Linked DNA regions of Pan troglodytes: region 2 is linked to region 1. Evidence: chromatin contacts called from public Hi-C data. All regions are on one chromosome and are shown on one strand. The core of a region is the stretch at or near the end of the contact, and the rest is flanking DNA. Distances in the headings are between cores, read along the strand shown. Region 1 has its middle 14 kb from the start of SLC35F6. Region 2 overlaps CIB4 (calcium and integrin binding family member 4).

What was found. Hi-C and Micro-C count contacts between places; a contact is called where the count stands out from the background.
Region 2: a contact with region 1 is called in a Hi-C map of stem cell-derived neural progenitor cells, with 3 times the contacts expected there. The contact joins two enhancer-like sites. A contact is called at or near these places in 3 of 7 Hi-C or Micro-C datasets (blood, induced pluripotent stem cells and stem cell-derived neural progenitor cells), 1 of 1 datasets of contacts at active chromatin or transcription factors (stem cell-derived excitatory neurons) and 1 of 1 other capture datasets (stem cell-derived neural stem cells).

Annotation. Positions count from the first base shown.
Region 1 is chr12:96,103,637-96,109,550 of NHGRI_mPanTro3-v2.0_pri, reverse strand. No RefSeq gene overlaps it. Among named protein-coding and RNA genes, the nearest start is that of SLC35F6, 14 kb to the right of the region's middle. Within about 2 kb of position 2,705, at least 3 of the 24 cell types and tissues checked have an H3K27ac peak or open chromatin away from gene starts, as enhancers often do. A contact at or near this core is called in stem cell-derived neural progenitor cells, where this site is marked.
Region 2 is chr12:96,247,340-96,252,492 of NHGRI_mPanTro3-v2.0_pri, reverse strand. All of the region lies in intron 3 of CIB4 (calcium and integrin binding family member 4), which reads right to left. Among named protein-coding and RNA genes, the nearest start is that of CIB4, 33 kb to the right of the region's middle. Within about 2 kb of position 2,637, at least 3 of the 24 cell types and tissues checked have an H3K27ac peak or open chromatin away from gene starts, as enhancers often do. A contact at or near this core is called in stem cell-derived neural progenitor cells, where this site is marked.

The DNA of each region.
Region 1 (5,914 bases), core at 1,456-3,955:
TGTGTGTCGCCACACCCGGCTAATGTATTTCTCTTATTATGAGCACTGTTGAGCATCTTTCCTGGGCCTAAGAGGTACTTCTTTCCCCATGGATTGTCTGGTTATATTCATTGTCCATTTTGCTTTTGTGTTTTTGGCCTTGTTTGTATTGATTTTTTGTTAACAGCTTTATTAAGATACAGTCCACATACCATAAAATTCACCCATATGAAATGTACAATTCAGTGGTTTTCGTATGTTTACAGGGCCATGCAACTGTCATCACAATCTAATTTTAGAACATTTTGTCTCCCTTTCAAAAGAAATCCAGTACCCATTAGCAATCACCCCCACCATGCATATACCATACACCTCCATGCCTCCCCCACCAAACACCCCCACACCTAAGCAACCACTAATCAACTCTCTGTCTCCATAGTTTTGCCTATTCTGAACATTTCATATAAATGGAATTATACAATATGTGGTCATTTGTGGCTGGCTTCTTTCACTTCACATAATGGCTTCAAGGTTCATCTGGCCGGGCAAAGTGGCTCATGCCTGTCATCCTAGCACTTTGGGAGGTTGAGGCAGGCAGGGCCTGAGCTCAGGAGTTACCAGCCTGGGCAACCCGGTGAAACCCCATCTCTACTAAAATGCAAAAAATTAGCTGGGCATGGCGGCATGCGCCTGTAGTCCCAGCTACTCAGGAGGCTAGGGGAAGAGAACTGCTTGAACCCGAAGGTGGAGGTTGCGGTGAGCCAAAATCACGCCACTGCATTCCATCCTGGGCAGCAGAGCAAGATGCCATTTCCAAATAAATAAATAAATAAATAAATAAATAAATAAAGTTTCATCTATGTTGTACCATGTATCAGTACTTCATTCTTTTTTATTGTTGCATGATGTTCCATTGTATGGCTACGCCATACAGACTTCTTCATATGTCAAGGAAATTCGACCTGTGTCTGTGGTGTGAACTGCAAATATTTTTCACAGATTGTCATATATCTTTTATTTTATTTATGCTTTTTTCCCCATGCAAGTTTTTTTTATCACACGCAGAAGACCTTTCCTACTCCAGAACTATTATAATGTCTTCAAAATGGCTCTTCCACATTCCTTTCTAGAGATTTCACAATTTAATTTTTTTATTCCAGTCACATCTTTTGTCCAGCTGGAATTTATTTTGGTGTAAGGTAAAAGGTGGGAATCTAAACTTTTTTTTTTTCCTTGAGACAGAGTCTTGCTCTGTCGCCCAAGCTGGAGTGCAGTGGCACAAACTCGGCTCACTGCAACCTCCGCCTCCCAGGTTCAAGCATTTCTCCTGCCTCAGCCTCCCGAGGAGCTGGGATAGCTGGGACTACAGGCGCATGCCACCATGCCCAGCTAATTTTTGTATTTTAATAGAGATGGGGTTTCACTATGTTGTCCAGGCTGGTCTTGAACTCCTGACCTCAGGCCATCTGCCTGCCTCGGCCTCCCAAAGTGCTGGGATTACAGGCATGAGCCACCGCACCCAGCCTCTAAACTTATTTTTCACAGATATCTACCCAGTTGTCCCAATAACATTTAAATAATCCCCACTGATTTGAAATGCCACGTTTGTATTGTATTTATTAAATTTCTGCTTGTGTTAGGGTGCATTTCTGGACTTCCTATTCTTTCACAGTTACTCATCTGTCCATGGACCAGTACCACAACATAAAGATCTATAATGCTTAACTTTATATAATGGAAAATTTCAAATATGCAAAAAATTGGAGGACATAGTACAATGAGCCTCCATGTACACATAGCTCAGCTTTAACAATCACTGGCCGGGCACGGTGGCTCATGCCTGTAACCCCAGCACTTTGGGAGGCCAAAGCAGACAGATCATCTGAGGTGGGGAGTTTGAGACCAGCCTGGCCAACATGGTGAAACCCCGTCTCTACTGAAAATACAAAATTAGCTGAGTGTGGTGGCACGCGCCTGTAATCCCAGCTACTTGGGAGGCTGAGTCAGGAGAATTGCTTGAACCCAGGAGGTAGAGGTTGCAGTGAGACTAGATCACGCCACTGCACTCCAGCCTGGGCATCAGAGCAAGACTCCATCTAAAAAAAAAAAAAAAGGCAGAAAAACAACAAAAAAACTAATCATCAACTTTCTGCCATTTATGTCTTCTAAGGGTTTTTTTCCCCCTCTCTATTTTTGTGGGGAAAAGAGAGATCAGATTGTTACTGTGTCTGCGTAGAAAGTAGACATAAGAGACTCCATTTTGTTCTGTACTAAGAAAAATTCTTCTGCCTTGAGATACTGTTAATCTGTAACCCTACCCCCAACCCTGTGCTCCCTGAGACGTGTGCTGTGTCAACTCAGGGTTAAATGGATTAAGGGCTCTGCAGGATGTGCTTTGTTAAACAAATGCTTGAAGGCTGCATGCTTGTTAAGAGTCATCACCACTCCCTAACTTCCAATACTCAGAGACACAGTACACTGCGGAAGGCCGCAGAGACCTCTGCCTAGGAAAGCCAGGTATTGTCCAAGGTTTCTCTCCTTGTGATAGTCTGAAATATGGCCAAGACCTGACCGTCCCCCAGCCCGACACCCGTAAAGGGTCTGTGCTGAGGAGGATTAGTAAAAGAGGAAGGAACGCCTCTTTGCAGTTGAGATAAGAGGAAGGCATCTGTCTCCTGCTCGTCCCTGGGCAATGGAATATCTCAGTGTAAAGCCGGATTGTATATTCCATCTACTGAGACAGGGGAAAACCGCCTTAGGGCTGGAGGTGGGACATGCTGGCAGCAATACTGCTCTCTAAAGCATTGAGATGTTTATGTATATGCACATCAAAAGCACAGCACTTTTTTCTTTACCTTGTTTATGATGCAGAGACATTTGTTCACATGTTTACCTTCTGACCTTCTCTCCACTATTATCCTATTGTCCTGCCACACCCCCTCTCTGGGAGATGCCCAATAATGATCAATAAATACTAAGGGAACTCAGAGGCCAGGGCCCGCACGGGTCCTCCATATGCTGAGCGCCGGTCCCCTGGGCCCATTTTTCTTTCTCTGTGTCTCTTTCTTTTTTGTCTCTCATTTTTTTGTCTCATTTTTTGTCTCTGCATCTCTTTCTTTTCTAAGTCTCTCGTTTCACCTAACAAGAAATGCCCACAGGTGTGGAGGGGCAACCCATCCTTTCAATTTTCTTCTTCTTTCATTCTTACTTTCTTTTTTTTTTTTTTTTTTTTTTGAGACATGCTATCACTTTGTTGCCCAGGCTGGAGTGCCAGGGTCTCACTCTGTCACCTAGGATCATGCTTAACTGAGGCCTCAACCTCCCCAGGCTCTGGTGATTCTCCCACCTCAGCCTCCCAAGTAACTGAGACTACAGATCCGTGCCACAATGCCCGGCTAATCTTTGTTTTGCTTTTGTAAAGATGGGGTTTTGCCATGTTGCCCAGGCTGGTCTGGAACCCCTGGACTCAAGTGATCTTCCCACTTAAGCCTCCTGAAGTGCTAGGATTTCAGACATGAGCTCTGTGCCTGGTCTAGAGGATTTTAAAGCAAATAATTTCACCTATAATCAGTTCACTAACAGCTAAGGACTTTTTTCAAAACCTGTAATCACGATACCTCATCACAACTGTGGTAGGAAGAATGATGGCCTCCCGAAGATGCCCATGCCTTAATTCCCAAAGCCCAGGAATAAGTTGCCTAATGTGATGAAAGGGACTTTTCAGATATAGATCTTAAGATGGGAAAGTATTCTGGATAACCCAGGTAGTGCCAATGTAATCACAAAGGTTCTGTGGAGGCAAGAGGGTCAGAGTCAGAGGAGATGTGACTAGAGAAGCAAAGGTCAGAGTGATGTGGGGCCAGCAGCCAAGGAATGCAGGCGGCCTCTTGAAGCTGGAAAAGGCAGGGAAATGGATGCTCCCCTAGGGCCTCCAGAAGAAGCACAGTTCAGCCAATACATTGATGTTAGTCCAGTGACTGAATTTCAGACTTCTACCCACCAGAATTGTATGATAATAAGTTTCTGTTGCTGGAAGTCACTCACTCTGTTTGTGGTAATTATAGCAGCAACAGGAAGCTAATACAACCAATAAAACTAGCGAGAGAACTTGTTCTATAGATCATTTTTACTTTCTCCCAAAAGTTCAAAAAAATCTTTTTTTTTTTTTTTTTTTGTGAGGTGGGGGTCTCACTCTACTGCCCAGGCTGGAGTACAGTGGCACGATCATGGCTCACTGCAGCCTCAACCTCTCCAGGCTCAGGTGATCCTCCCACCTCAGCCTGGGACTACAGGCACGTGCCACCATGCCCAGCTAATTTTTTATCTTTTGTAGAGATGGGGTTTCACCATGTTGACCAGGCTGGTTTGGAACTCCTGGACTCAAGTGATCCTCCTGTCTCGGCCTCCCAAAGTGCTAGGATTACAGACGTGAGCCATCACGCCCGGCCAAAAATATCTTTTTACAGTTCATTTGTTCATAAGTTGTATTACTTTAAATGTAATTAAGCATTTGTAGGGCCAGTGAATTTTTTTATTACTATCAGGTTTAAACTAGTTCATATAAATCTAAGCCAAATAAATAAATACATGGAGTTGACTAGCTCACAGTCATTTGCTATTGACCTGAGCAAGTCACCTTCTTTCTGGGCCTGGGTTTTCTATTCTGAAAAGCGGGGGGTTGGATAAGAAGTTATGTCAGGGGCAATCCATGCCTGGGCTTCGTGAGATCTGGGAATACCCTGAAACTGTATGCAAAAGAGGAAAGTGTTCTCAATCTGTCTGTGCTCCAAATTTTCTAGATGTGTGTTAAATACAGGGCTGGGTGCAGTGGCTCACTTCTGTAATCCCAGCACTTTGTGAGGCCAAAGGACAAGGATCATTTGAGCTCAGGAGTTCAAGACCAGCTTGGGCAACATAGCAACACCCTGTCTCTATTTTTTAAAAAATAACACATTTTTTAAAAATTAAAAAAGGAGAAGGGTGTTAAATACAGGAACCTAGGCTTCCCTAGGGTGAAGGCCATGTCCAAGGGGGCTGGTATCAATTTAGAGATGTAACTGAGTCAGAGGGAGAAAATATCATAAGCTTAGTCAACAGCATATTAGAAAGGAAAACGTGCCTGAGATGCACTAATTCAATTAGCTGCTGTCATAGTCACTGTCTCTGAGCAAGGGCTCTGAACTGGATGCCAGACCAGCAGGGTGCCAGACTGAGAAATGAAATGCAGGATGCATATCTAATTTGAATTTTAGACAAATAATGAATCATTTTTTACTCTAAGCGTAACTGTAATAGGTTAATTGCCCGACACTCCTGTCAAATCAATACACCCAGACACGGGGTTGCAGCAGAGAAAGAGGTTTAATACAGGGCCACTGAATGAGAAGACAGGGAGGAAACCTCAAATCTATCTCCCCAGGGAGTCAGGGGCTGGGGGTTTTTTGTTGTTTGTTTTTTGTTTTTTTGAGACAGGGTCTCTCTCTGTTACCCAGGCTGGAGTGCAGTGGCGCAAAAATGGCTCGCTGGAGCTCGACCTCCTGGGCTCAAACAATCCTCTGCCTCAGGCTCCCATACAGCTAGTATCACAGGCGTGTGCCCATGACTGGTTAAATTTTTTTTTTTTTAATAGAGACAGGGTCTCACTTTGTTGCCTAGACTGGTCTCCTGGGCTCCAGCAATCCTCCCACCTTGGCCTCCCAAAGTGCTGGGATTTCAGGTGTAAGCCACTTCGCCTGGCCTGGGGCTAGGGTTTTTAAGGGTTTTGGAGAGGGCTGAAGTGTGGAGATCGTTGATTAGGCAAAGAGTGCATGAAGTCATGGGACAAGGAAATGAAGAAACTATTCTTATGTTGCTTTCATTCCTCTGTGGAGGTCTTCAAACTGCTTGGCATCAGCTGTTTCACTGGAATTCAGGGACCTGAAAAACATCTTAAGCA
Region 2 (5,153 bases), core at 1,388-3,887, 140 kb before region 1:
GGGTCCAGGGAGCATGGAGGGTGAGAAATTTATTTAGGTGAATGCACCTCCTCTATTGTCTGGGGCCCTGGAGGCATCTTTCCTGCTAATTATTTATAAGAAAGGGACAGCCCCTGTGTTTGAGATGCTCAACCTTCCTGAAGTCTAAAAACAGAGAGGCTCAAATGGGAGCTGTCTCCTAGTGACAGATGGGCTGGCAGGGACAGGCTAAGGATGTGTCCTGCCGGCAGCTGGAGGCGGATCGCTAATGGAACAAATAGGGAAGAAAGGCAGTAAAAATGTTAAATATTATTAAACAGCCATGGGATCATGTGGCTTGAACCTGACTCAGACCCACCAAACCAGTCCTCCCCAGATTCCAGGCCAACGGGTACCTGCCACTCCCTGGAGGAAACTTCCCAAAGAGCCATCTGCCCTAACTACCTCTCCTAGGTGGAGCTCAAAGGACTGCAGGCCTGAGGTTTTGGGGGCCACCTAGAAGCCTGGTCTTGTGTTGTGGGAGATTTGGGGTAGGCAGTGGAGCGAGCAGAGGCTCTGGAGTCAGATTGACTCTAAAAAGTTAGTATAATGACTTCTTATTTGACATCTACAAGATTTTCCCATCTTGCAGCTTTTGACTATATTTATACAATCTCAATATTTTAATAGTGCAACTTGCCCGAGCAAAAAAGAACAAAAAAGAGAACCAAAAATCAATTGTCCCCTCACTTGTTCATCAGCGTCTATTACAGGAGAAACAAAACTTACCCGTATTGTAGATAAATATCTATCCACGTTTGTACATTACCATTTTTAATAGCTTGTGATCAACTCTACAATATCTTATAACACATTAAACAATATTCAAATTCCTAGATAACAACACAACAAAACAAGCTGTGTGACCTTAGGTAGGTCATAGAGCCTCTCCATTTCCCCATCTGTAAAATGGGTAAAGTCATAGCCTGGTTCACAGGGTTTTGTGGGGCTCGAATGAGATTATATTTGCAAAACACCTGGCACTACCAGGACCCGGATAAACATTTGCTACCATGAATAACCCCCAACCCACTTCACCTGTCCTCCATCAGCACCACCAGCACCACCAACACCCCTGGCTCTGGTAGAGCTGTTCATTTTGAGCTCCAAGCAAAGCTGTTACCTGGGCCAGCGTGTGTCCAGGGGTTCACCCTGCCTGCCTGAGGGCAGCAGAAATGTGTGTTCTGGCTCTTCAGATGCTGACTTTGGCCAGAGGCTTGGCTGGCCAGCCAGGCTGACGTGAATGTCACCTCCACGTGAAATCTCCAGGGGACTCAAAGGAGAGCAGCTCTGGCCGGGCGCGATGGCTCACGCCTGTAATCCCAGCACTTTGCAAGGCTGAGACGGGTGGATCACCTGAAGTCAGGAGTTCAAGGCCAGCCTGGCCAACATGTTGAAACCCCACCTTTACTAAAAATACAAAACTTAGCTGAGCTTGGTGGCGCATGCCTGTAATCCCAGCTACTCAGGAGGCTGAGGCATGAGAATCCCTTGAACCCAGGAGACGGGAAGGTTGCAGTGAGCTGAGATTGCACCACTGCACTCCAGCGTGGGCAACAGAGTTAGACTCTGTCTCAAAAAAAAAAAAAAAAAAAAAGGAGAGTGGCTCTGGTGAGAAGGGGGTGAGAAGGGGGCTCACATGCTGTGTACCTACCTACATTTCACCTCGTTCCGCAGTTGAGGCTAGAGAATGACAGAGGCGCTAACACATTGGCTGTGTGTCTGAGTCCCACAGGGAATTTGAAACAAAATTCAGATGCCTTAACCCCAGCATAGACTTTGCGAGTCAGCACCTCTAGGCCTAAGGCCCAAGAGTCTGTATCTGAATAAGCTGCCTGGGTTTCTCCGTGGACAATCCTTAGACTACATCCACTAAATGACCTGATCGAACTCCCAGGGCCACTAAATGGCAGAGACATGACACCAGATGCTGTCAGGCTGACTCCCAGGCTGCCCCATCCTTGCCTGGACGGAGCCTGCCACCCAACAGGGGTGGCGATGCGATGGGGGCTGTGGGGAGAAGTGGTGTGGAGCGCAGACCACACCCAGCCTCACTCCAGTGCAAACCACCAACCTGGAAACAGTGGTTTGGCACAGATCTCACCAAGCCTTCTTTCTCTCTCTGCACTCCCCAGCACCCCTGTCTCGTGGGTGGCCGGGCCCTGCAGAGGCGGCATAGCACATCACCCCCACCCCGGGGCCCACCCTCTTCTCACCTCTCCCTCTCTTGCTGTCTCGTCGCTCATGGTCACTTCCACCTGAGATGAGCTGTCTCTCCTGCAAGCCTGTCCTTCAACTGGCTTCCCTCTTCCAATTTCTGCCAGATTTTTTTAGGAAATGTTTCTATTGACCACCGCAGCCCTTTTGACAAAAACCACTTCTCCCAGAGCCCCAAATAAAGCACTGTTGTTAAATGGATGACTCTAGTTTTATTCTACCGCTTTGCTGGTTTTATCGAATTACGACGGTAGTGAGAAAAAGATTACTATTGACACTAAAACAACTGGTGTGGGGGAGGGTGAGTCCTGTGAGTGGGGACGCCCCTCTGCTCTGAACAGGCCTGGGTGGAGGCAGGAGCTGGTGCCCAGTACAGAGAGAATGGGGCCCCTACAGGCACTCCAGGATAGAGGCTGAGGAGGGCAGGGGGAAGAGGGAGGGGAGAGGCAGCAGCGGATGCAAATGCTACAAGCCAGGGCCCTTACAGAGACCACCTCCCTCCTCTCCCCACCTCCCTCTCCCCAGCCTTCAGTGGTGCTGACCGAAATTCACACAGCGCTTGACATGAGTGGAATTTTTGCAGATGTCAGTGAAGAGGCCGAGAGTTTTGTTTGGGTGAATGTGAAGCGAAGCAGACATGCAGGAGACGGAGGCAGAGGGAACAGAAGGAAGACGTAGGAGTCCCTCTTCTTGTGAACCTCACCCCCACCCCAGACAAAAGAACAGAAAGATAGGGGAGGACCGCATACGCTCTTGGGCCAGAGAGGAGGAGGGAAGGGATTTCACAGCCATTTCAACTCCATTTTTCAGGGCGGGAAGGTCCCAGGCGCAATAGGGCTCCAGGTCTGGGCGCAAGGTTATTTTCTCAATTTTAATGCTGTTGTACTATGAGTAGACTCAATGCTTGTGGCTCAGGCTGGGAACTTAAACACAGTTTATACGTTTTCCCACGGAAAACACAAACAAAGTTCTGAACAACCAATATGAAAACCCTTTAAAACACAATCTGTACCTGTACTTTACAGGCAGTTAGTTCAAAGCAAGAGACTGTAACTAACAGGATGAAGTCACCCACTCAAGGGCAGACCAGGCAGCGGAAGCTTAGAAAACTGCCTAGAACATTCGCTCCTCTGCTTCTCATGGGAGCAGGCTGGGTTCCGCTTGGAGTGGCAGGGCCCCGCTGTGCCTCCACGACCCTCCTGGTTCCGGCCTACTGTTTACAAGCAGCCTTCCTGTTTGTAAGCCGCCAGAGGTTCTCAGATGGTGTCAGGGCTGCTTTGCAGCTGTTTGGGGACACCCAGCCCAGGGCACGCTGGGAACCATGTTCCCTGTGAACTCTGCAGGCTGTAGATCTTTGCATCAAGATAACAGTTTCTCTTTTATCAAACACATCTAAGCAACAATTGATCTATTTTGTCCCTCACTTTGAATCCACTGATATAAACAGAAATGGACTCGCACTGCAGCCTCCTCTCACCAATAGCCGCCTCTCCCCCTGCCCACCCACTGCCCCACGCTCAGTGACTCTTTAAACAACGGAGTCTAAACCTAAGCAACTCAAAGGCCTTTTAATGTTTCAGTCCTTGACATTTTGGACTATTGGATTTTTGAAACCCCCAGCTTTCTGTTCTTCTCTCTCCTGTATCCTGGGGACTTTGCCCCAATAGTATCAGGCTGCCCTTGCCTGCTAAGGGCCCTGCCAGCCAGCCATGATTTACCTTGGCATTTATTAAGTACCCAGACCTCTGGGCACCACACCTTATCTATACCTTCCCTCGGGTCCAAGAAGGGCAGAAAGGAAGGCAGGAAACTGGTGCTTGTTAAATATTTACTGTATATCAGGTGCTGTGTCAGCCAAATTCACATCTATTTGTCCATTAATCCCTTACAAGAAACCAAGCAGTCAATAGCAGTAAGTCCATTGTATAGATTAAGAAAACTGAGGGGTGAGGAGGTTAAATTACTTAACCAAATAAGAGGAAAGGCAGGAATTTGATCCCAGGTCTGTGTGACCCTCAAACCTGAGCTCCTTCCCTGGAATGTTTTCCAGGAAAACGCTGCATTGCAATGGAAAAAATACACATGGGGTGTCATACTCCCAGGCTAGCAAACAAGCCCAGGCTGACAGTCCAGGAACAAGCTTGCTCCTGCAAGAGCAAGGGGAGAAGTGGAAAATGCCCCGTGAATCCCTGCATTTGCTGGGGTGGCCAGATGAACTGATGACCTGTCACAGGAGTGATGAGAACTGCTGCATCTCTCCCTCCAGGATGGCACCCTCTGGGCAGCAGTGCAGGTGGAGGAGACTTGGGGCTAGGATCCACTGCACACCCAGCAGGAGATGCAACCTAGCCTTCGGGCTGCAGGGCCAGCAGTGCTGTGGCGTCTGTCAGCACAGTCCATCTCGGAAGTTCTCACATAATACTGTCCGTGGGAGGATGGAGAGAATGGATTGTATGATAACACAGGGCAGAGCTGCCTATTGAAAAATCACATGCGAAGAGACCTTTATGGAGTCATGTCAACTTAGAGGGAGGTCTCTAGTGATGTGTCACAGGGCTCCATCTTTTATCATTGATTTGGGTTAAGGATATTCCAAAGCCCAGGTTTCTTATTTTGTGCAGTTTCCCCTATGAGGCATAAAGGTTTTTCCATGTTGCTACATACTCAGTATAATTATCATTTTAATGATTGCGTAGTTCAAATTCTTGGAGCGGACAGTTCTATCCACCTAAAACCTCCAAGGAGAACCTGGATGTCTAAACTAAAAAAAAATTCAAAAAATGAAAAAAATAATAGATGAGGGTGTTTATTACAAAATTATGTATAGTAACAAATAAATAAATAAACCCCTGGAAAGAATGTTAATGTCCAGCCATGAGGAGATGGTTTAGTAAATCAGAACTCAATGCAATTACGCG